Regions from separate parts of the Mus musculus genome. Here region 1 is linked to region 2. A link is a contact called in public Micro-C data. All regions are on one chromosome and are shown on one strand. The core of a region is the stretch at or near the end of the contact, and the rest is flanking DNA. Distances in the headings are between cores, read along the strand shown.

The links. A called contact is a pair of places that touch in the nucleus more often than the background predicts.
Region 1: a Micro-C map of embryonic stem cells shows a contact between it and region 2, with 3 times the contacts expected there. The contact joins the promoter of Tspan32 here to the promoter of Mrpl23 in region 2. A contact is called at or near these places in 1 of 39 promoter capture datasets (the HPC-7 cell line), 3 of 484 Hi-C or Micro-C datasets (CD4 T cells, the G1E-ER4 cell line and embryonic stem cells) and 1 of 115 datasets of contacts at active chromatin or transcription factors (pancreatic cancer cells).

The regions. Positions count from the first base shown.
Region 1 is chr7:143,003,615-143,007,954 of GRCm38.p6, reverse strand. Tspan32 (tetraspanin 32) reads right to left here and starts at 2,296. Exons shown (of 8, transcript NM_020286.3): 1 at 1,937-2,296; 2 at 950-1,047. The coding sequence starts at 2,036.
Region 2 is chr7:142,531,047-142,535,687 of GRCm38.p6, reverse strand. Mrpl23 (mitochondrial ribosomal protein L23) reads right to left here and starts at 2,656. Exons shown (of 5, transcript NM_011288.2): 1 at 2,494-2,656; 2 at 561-683. The coding sequence starts at 2,510.

The DNA of each region.
Region 1 (4,340 bases), core at 1,047-3,546, 470 kb before region 2:
ACCCGGGCCCACCCAGGACTGGCTGGTCCCTGCAGCGGCTCTAGGATGTGACTCTGCCCCTGGTTCTGGAGACCACGGGTCATCAGCAAATGTACTGAGCACGAAGACAAGGTTGCAAAGGGTAGATTGGGTCTACCCAGGAAGCAAAGCTCAGGTTCCTGAGGGCTCCTGGATCCCCCCAGTCTCTCACAGGTAGAGTTTGGGAGGTCTGCAAACAGGGGCGCTGGGATGGACGGCGGAGGGGGACAGGAAATGCCTGGAATGGGAGGGTAGGTAAGAGAGCAAGGTCTCAGGAAGGAACGGCCCACATTCAGATGACTGGGAAAGCCTGGGTGAAACAGGAACAGGGTGGCCATGGGGAGGGCCCTGGGAGGGAGAATCTGGATTAGCCATTGAGGGTTGTGGGGGCACACTGAGGCACCCATATGGAGAACTGGATACGGCAGCAACAAGAGCTTTCTTCTTTGGGGTTGTGAAACGTCTCTTCAATGGCTAGGCAAGGACAGTGGATCTCTGACAAGGAAGCCCAGGTTGCAGAAACAGCTTTAGGGACTGCCTGGTCACTTTTGGTCTTCTAATGAGAAGTGGAATTCACCCAGTCCTGTCTCCAGACCTGGCTAGGTATCAGAACCAAGCCCTTCTGGGGTTTTTAGAGATAACCCCAGGGCAGAGAGGGCCAATTCTCTCTTTCAGGGGCCCTGCAGCACCCAGGTAGAGGTTTTTTTTTTTTTTTTTTTTTTGACTGGTCCAGGTAGGAGGGTCCTGATTGAGCAAGTGGAAGGTCCTGACTGTGTAAGTGGAGGGACTCACTGGTCTATATCCCCTGACCTTTGCTTCTTTCTGGATACTTCTGCTGGGGTCAGGCAGCTCCCTGGTCTTATTCCTCTCCAGCTCTTGTCCCCGTCTGAGGTCTGGGAGCCGGGGTCGTCTGGCAGCACATGGAACTTACCGCAGCCATGAGGCCATGGGCCTCCCTCACAGTGGCTATGGTGCTCAGAGCAGCTCCCAGGCTCAGGAGCCCCGCTAGGCTGATCCCCACATAGAAGGCTGTGGGAAGAGAAAGACAGAGGGTATGGAATCTAGCCTGGGGACTGGGCATAGAGGTTGGATCTGAAATCTATCTACTTTGGGAGTCACAGAGCTAGAACTGACCTTCGGGGAGGTCCCAAAAGGCACATATCTCTGGCTCAAAAGAAGGAATGTCCATAGCCCAATAGCCTGTCCTCCTGAGGCTGAGAAGGAAGGGGGAAGAGAAGGTAGCTAAGAGACAGTACTCTTTCCCCCATTCCTCCTGTCCTCCCTGCCTCACAGACTATCTTTAAGGACATCCCCATACTCTAGTGACAGGTGACAGTGTAGGCTGTACCTTATCAGTGCAGGCCCAGGCCCCAGGCTTCCTGCCTAAGGGAGGCCTAGTGCCTTGGAAGGCAGGGACTGGGGCTACCCATCCCCCATTCAGGGGCCTCAGTTTTCCACTTTTTCCTACTGGGTGGTGACCTTCCTAGATTCCTTGCATTCCTCTTATTAAAGTGGCCTTGTTCTTGTGGAAGTGAGGCACCCTGGCAGGTTGGGTCCTAGCTGCACATTTTCTGCCCTCTGTATATGGTATTCCCTGCCAAGCCCCACAGGCCCACCTGAGTGGGCCCCAGGAGATCCCTGCCCTGAACACATAGATCTGGGCCCTGCCACAGCTTCACCACTGCTATGGGGCAGGCGAATCAAGGCAGGAGTGCCTGCTGTCGCCTAAACCTCCCCACCTTTGTTAGTCCAACCCAGACACTGGGGCTGCCTCTCCCTACTCCTGACCTCTGGTTTTTGGCCAAAGCCAGCTCCTCTGGGCAGCCTAGGGCTGGGGAGTAAGGTCTGTTCCTCCCAGATGTGTTTGGCCCTGGAGCCCTCTCACTTCCACTCCACAGCCATTTCTGGTCTCACTTACCCCAATAGCGCAGTGTTTCATAGGGGTTCCTCTCCAACGATGCATGGCCAATCACAGTAAAGTGGTCTCCAAAGTGAATGACAACCACCATGGTGGCCATAGAGAGGCCCAGCAGCTGAGGGTGAAGTGGGCTCACTGTCAGCGCTGGGGAGTTGCAGAGGCCCCTCACCCTGACAGAATATAGGGTCTGGGCTTCTTAGGCCCCCAGCCTGGCTCCCTCCAGCTTCCTTGGTGCACAGGAACAAGGCAGCTACAGGAGGCCTACATATTTCTGTGGGCAGGCACTCACAGATAGTGTACTACACACAGAGATAAGTAGAAAACACACTAGCCAGTGCCCCATGGTGCTCAGCTCCTCTCCTCTCCTCTCCTCTCCCCTCCCTTCACTTCCTCTCTCCTCCCTTCCTCTTTACTCTCCTCCCTTCTGTGGTTCACCAGTGAGTGGGGACCTCAGACCACAGCAGACACAGTAGGTATCGCTGTGTCCTCCCATCTGAAGACCCAGGAGCTCATATCAAACTGTCTGCAGAGACTCGTCTGCAGTCCCTGACCTGGCAGTCCCAGTCTCTGGGTCCCAAGCAGCACCCCTTCCGGGTAGTCCTTGCACACTCTTAAGTCACCAGCCAACCTAGGTTTTCCCAGGCTCTTCACTGACCCTTGCCTACAAGGACATCAGGTACAGATGTTCACAGTCCTCTAAAGGTGGCCACCAGGGACCCAGAACCAGTCTGAGGGACTGTGGTGTGGCAGGAGGGAAGACCACAGTGCTGGAAGCCCGGGCATGGTGAACTATTTCCTCTCCTGCCTGCCCACCCATCCACTCCTGCCCCACATGCATGTTACCAAGACTAGGAAGTTGGTGATCAGTATCTGGCATTTGGCAATCTTGATTCGATTCCAGTGCCCCATGGTGCTCAGCTCCTCTCCTCTCTGCCCTCGTCTCCTCTCCTCTCTTCTCCCCTCCCTTCACCTCCCCTCTCCTCCCTTCCTCTTTACTCTCCTCCCTTCTGTGGTTCCCCAGTGGGTGGGGACCTCAGACCACAGCAGACACAGTAGGTATCATTGTGTCCTCCTATCTGTCAGCAACCCTTGTAACCTAGTGGCTGTGTTGGGGGAAGGAAGAAGGGCAGGCCGGAAGGGGGGCAGTTTCTATACCAGCTGTTGCTCTGGCCTGGCCCAAGATAACTGGATTTTTGTAGGCATGAGGCCTCCCTTTGGGTAGGCTGGGCTACACTGCAGCATGGGGAGGGGTGGAGTCTTGAGGGGAGCAGAAAGAGAAGGACCTATGGTTATAAGGCATGGCATTGGTTGTAAGGGTGTACTAACCTGTAACTGTCCAGCTACGTAAAAACCTTTAGTGTTTGGTTAGACCTCATGTCCCAAAGTCCTCCTGGGACTAATCCCCAAACAGGACTTCTGCAAGTGGCAAATGTGTCTCATGACCGACCTGATGGCATTAACCAATTCATAACTGGCACAGAGGGGAAGGGTGTGATAGAGTCAAATCTCAGGAAATGTCCAGGGGTTGGGCAAACAGGCATAGGCGTTTCAAGATGGAGGAAGTCTGTTTGTATTGACCTTCGGTGAACTAGCCATATTTGATTGAAAAACAAAAGCAGAGCATGCTTCCCACAGCCAGCACCTGGGAGGCTGAGGCAGGAAGGTATTAGCAAGTCAGAGGCTAACCTAACACACTCAGTGAGACCCCCACCTCAAAATACACAGGCTGGGGACAGGGCTCAGTTGAAGTGTTTGCAGTGCAAGCATGAGGACCTGAGGTCGGATACCCCAGAACCCATGTTAAAGAAGTCAGGCATGGCAGCGCATGCTTGTAATCCCAGTGCCATGGAGGCTGAGGCAGGACGATGCTGCCCGGACTCACTGGCCAGCCAGCCAGTGACACCTGAGGTTGACCTCTGGCTTCCACGTGCCTCCACCTACACCCTGCCCCAGGAACACATACATAAATCAATACACGATAAGAAAGAGCCATCTGAAACTCTGTCAGCCACTTTTTGAAAAGGAGCAAGTGTTTGCTTACTTCAAGAACTGGAGCCCCCCCAAGAGGGTCGGTGCCCCACTCCCATAGGCTCTCTGTCAAAATGTGCGTCTGCAATAACACACAGGATGATGTAAGCCACGGAATGGGCAGTACTGCAAATTCAAATATATGCAGGCCATGCTAAGTGGGCTTTGGAGAGTATAACATGAGTGTTCACCTTAAAACCTGGTTATGTCTAAGCCTGTCCAGATATCTGAGGCTGTTTCTGGGTACCCAGAAAAGGATGCATGGCCCTCTTTTCACACCCTGTAATGTAGGGTTCTCCTAGTCAGGGGGCATCTTGGTAGGAAAAAGAGGTAACTGTGGAAGTGATCCCTGGGCCTTCTAGAAGCCAGTGAAATA
Region 2 (4,641 bases), core at 1,407-3,906:
CAACCCTGGCTACCATAAGCTCCTGTGTATGTCTGGAAAGCCAAAGAGACCCTAACCCAGCTCCTCCAGGGATCTGCTCCTGCCCCCTGCCCCTGCTGAGCTGGTCCCTGTGGATTTTAGGACTCAGAGCAGTACAAGCAGTTGGGTTGCACTGAACCTTCCTTAAAAGGGGGCACATGGAACTGCGAAGAATGAGGTAAGGGACTCAGAGCTCACATCCTAGAAGCCCTGCAAATCTCAGCATGCTCCAACCCAGCCTCCGGGGACTCCTTTCCTGGGAAAAGGATGGAGGCAAGAATTCAACAAATCTCAGGCTTTCTGTTAAGCTTTCCCCAGGTGGAGGGCGAGCCAGGAAGCCAGCCAAGAGCATGCTTACTCTTTGGCTGCCTGAAGCTCTGCAAACACCAGGCCCCTCCACCATCCGCTGAGCAAGCAAAGTGGCCCCAGGTCTTTCCACCACAGGAAAAGCCTGGCCCTGGGGAGCTAAGCTAAAAAACAGGACAGGACCCACATCCTGGAGGCCACTCCCCAGCCCCTGAACTCCTTTGGGCCTCACTTACTCCATGGGGATCCGGAACTGCACGGTATCTTCAGGCTGTGCAGTACCAGGCCGCACCAGCTGAATGAAGAAGTTAGTTCGAAATACACGGAGCTGGGGGCCACCCAGTTGGTAAAGGGGGTACCTGCTCAGGAGAAATCAGGGGATTGAGGTTATACACACAGTACTGCAGGCTCATGTGTCCACTCACATCAGCAGAATCGAGGCAGGGTGGGACAGTTACACATAGGACCTGTCCCTACTATATGGTTTCATTAGTAGGGGGGACAAGCAGCTTCCCAGCCTAGTCCTTGGCCTCCCTACTGGGTTCCAGGGCTACTGACACTACAGCCTTCCTATAGAAAGGTCAAAAGGACAGCTAAAAGAGAGAAAGAAAGAAACAAAAACAGGAACTAAGGCTCATAGCTGTGGTATGGGAGCAGAATAATGGTCCCAGCTTGTAAAATTGTAAGAACAAGGAAGGAAGGACCTCATAAACAGGGCAGTGGTGGTACTCAGCTTGCAGATACCACCTCTTCCAAAGGCCTGCTGCTAACTCCTGCTTCTGGGGAGTGGCCAGCCCGGAAATATCACCCCCACCCCCACCCCCAGGGCCCACAGAAGTTCCTTGAGAGGGAGGAAAACAGGCTGGGGGCTAGAGAAGACAGTGTTTCCAACATGGCTCCGAGCTAGCAACACCTCACTGGACACCTAAAACTATCTAAACAAGCAGGACTTGGTGGGATAGCCAGTTTCCACCATTATCAGGCCTGTAGAGAAAGCAGGATCTCTGCCTGGTGGTCCTGCTCGCCTCCATGCCCACCTGAGCAGACATGGAGAAGGACAGGAGAAACTCAAGGACTGGGATTACTAGAGACTCATAGTTCATGGTCCCCAGGTGGAGGGTGGGTACACAGGACCACCCTAGGGTCACACTGATAACCGAGGTGTGGCATGTGGGCCAGACCTCTAAGTCTTGGGAGCACCACACTGGAAGCACCAAGCTGAGGGCACCAGAGAAGTTTCAGGGCTGAGAAGCAGGTACCAGAGTTTCAGATGACTCCCAAGGTAGCATGGTGGGAGCCTCAGAAGCAGGCCCCATCGCTAAATGTTTGCCAAACTCAATGACTCAAGAGCCTACCTAATGGTCAAATTAGAGGTCTGGCCTTTTAGGGCTCTCTTAACTTCTTTTCTACTATTATTATTTTTTTTTTTATGAGCAGCCCCAAACAGCATATCTCAAATGGAACTCTTGGCTCTCTCTTCTCGCTGGGAGCCTGGTTCCCAACTGGTAGGCTGTTAACCTAGTCCTCCTCAAAGCTCAGGTCTCATCCCTGGTCTCACTCTGCCCCCACCCACCTGTCACTCATTCACGCATGGGTCCAACCAGCTCCCTGCAAAGCCAGGGGGTGAGCCCAAAAGCTGAACTAGACTGGCCCTGCCTCACACTGGCCTGGTTCAGAGGTCCCTGGTCTCCCAGCCAGTCTGCGGAAAGAAATCACAAGGTTGCCCACCAGGGAACCAGCCCTCACCCCTTCTTATTGCAGGGTCCCCCCAATTCTGCTTCCACGAGAACTCTCAAAACCGCATTAATGCTCAACCTAGGGCCACCCAACCAGTGGGTCACGTGTTTACTGAACACATGTTTCCGGCTCAGACTGTGGGAGGCTAGCACTGCTGGCCACGTGGAGACCGGTGAATGTAGCAACTTTGGGGGACTTGGGCCAGGGGTCCTGCAGGCAACGGCCAATCCTGGCTCAGCCCTGGCTGTCTGCCAAAGCAGGCTGTAGCCGCTGGCTGTGATTGACAGCCAGGACACTAAGCCGAGGTGGCCCTGCCGCGTGGACCCTGGCGGGTTTCCCGCCGCGTGCGGGCGCCTCCGGCTTCCGGCCCGGGCCCCGCACCCACCCGACCTGGGCTGCTTAGCCCGTTCCGCGGGTCACGACTTTACTCACAACACATTCCGCGCCATGGCAGCCGCACCTCCTGGTCAGGAAGGAGCGACACCCGCCCCGCACAGCGCCCGCGCTGGCACAGCGCCCCCTCGCTTCCGGAGGCCGCGCTACCCTCTCCCTGCACCGCAGGGCCCCGCACTTTCGGTGTCCCGCAAACCCCACCCCACCCCCAACCCCGCACCCGAAAAGCCCCTCCCCCACCCGTGCACCGTAAGCTGCTTGCGCACCGCCCCCGGCACAGCGCACCCCGCCTCTCAGCCATAAAAACAGTGAACAGCCCCGCCCCTCACCCGGCCCCGCAAAAAGCCGGCATACACTCTGTACCCATTTGCCCCATCCCAGCACCACACAGAATCCTGCATACCTCTCGGTGTATAGTGTACCTCCCTGTTCTTCAACCTGTAAGCACCCTACAGTACATGCTTTCCCACCCACAAGGGCACCACACTTTGCCATGAGCAGTCCCGCATCTCTGCACTGCTGGCTGGTGGATTCTACAAAGGGCAACTACTATCCTGTTTCCCCACCCCAACATTGCATGGCCCCACCAAGCACAGTCATACACCTTGTACCCCCCCCCCCAAATCTGCTCTGTGAATCTACTCTGTTCCCTTGCTGTAGGTGGTCCAGCAGTACCTTTGTCCCCACTCCCCTTTTTCTGGACTGGACGAAACCACCCCATAAGGCTCACCAAGGCCTGGCCACATAGCCCCCACCCTGTGTTCCACAGCCTAGTCTTTCTCTAGGCTCTGCCAGCTCTTTGTCCCCTTTCCCACATAAGCACATCAGAGGCTACACCCATGCCCTATCCCACATAGGACCCTAGCCCCCCTCAACAATTAAGTCACAGCCTCGCCAACAATCCCTTGGGCAGCAGAGATGGGGAAGGGTGGGGTGGACTGGATCTCTTGTATGAAGTCTACGGCCCCTCTCCCAATCCAGACTGGGTTGTTTTCCCTTCCAGGCAAGACTCCCAGGACCCCCTCCTTTCTCCTTCCCTCCCTTTCTTGGCTGCCCAGCCACATTTGCAGCCCAGCAGCACTGCATACTCCCTGTCCCAGGAGCCCCTGGCCACACCTCCTTCAAGAGGCCACTAGCCTCCCAAGGCCTTGCTGTTCACAAGTCCTCAGCCCTGCAGGTCAGAGACCCTCCAGCTTCGTCCTAACTAAGGGATCCCTGCCCATAGCTCTTGTCCCGACTTGGTGGTCTTGCTGCTCTCTCCTGCTTCCTGGCCCATCTCTCCCCATAGGTTCTCTCTGCTGCTTTCCAGCTCCCTCGGTCCTTGTTAAGTTTCTGTCTGTACCCCACGGCAACATAGTTGTGTTTGGGGGCTCAGGAAAGGAGACATGGGTGGAGATATCAGGCACATTATAAGAGGCCATCATGGTGGCTCTGGGAGAAGCATCTAGGTCACCCATTTAATGATCAAAATGACCACTGGGGTCCCCTAGGATGAAGGATTAGAGGTGAGTTGTGAGCACAGATCCCTGCCCATATCCACTCCTGTGTAGTGTTACAAAATGAATGTGGCTATGACCCAGCAGCAGATGATATTAGCCTAGCCTGAGTTCTGAGCCCCATCTCTCTTCCTCTCCAGATCAGACTTCTGGGGTTTTCTCCCACTTCTTCTGTCACCCATTGCTCGGCCTGACTGGACTGCCGTAGCCCGCTACAGTACCATTCCACACCTCCTCCAAGAGGCCGAAGGCTAAAAAAAAAGGAACACAAGGACCAGAAAAGTACAAGGTTGTCCTTTCCTTAGTAAAGACTGTTGTTAGCCATATTTAAGATGGGCTCAGGGTTGTAACAAAAAATTAGTTCCCTAGCTGGCCACTGCTTGGGAAGAGACTTGGTAGACCATGTAGGACTGGGAGATTGAATTTAGATTCATGAGTCTTGCACCTTTACCCAAACTGAGCTATCTTGCTGGCCAGCTCTAAAATTAGGTGGTTCTGAGACTCCCCCTGGGAAGAAAGCATTTAAGTGTGAGGTGACCTTATATGTGACATATGGTGTACGTAACTCTGGGAGAAAAAGACTCCCTAGTCAAAGAAGGTGCTGAGCAGGGAGAAGCCAAGTGGCCCTGTGGGAGCTGGGGTCCTCACAGCTTGGAAGACAAAGGGTGAAGGAAAGGGTCCCTTGTGGGTG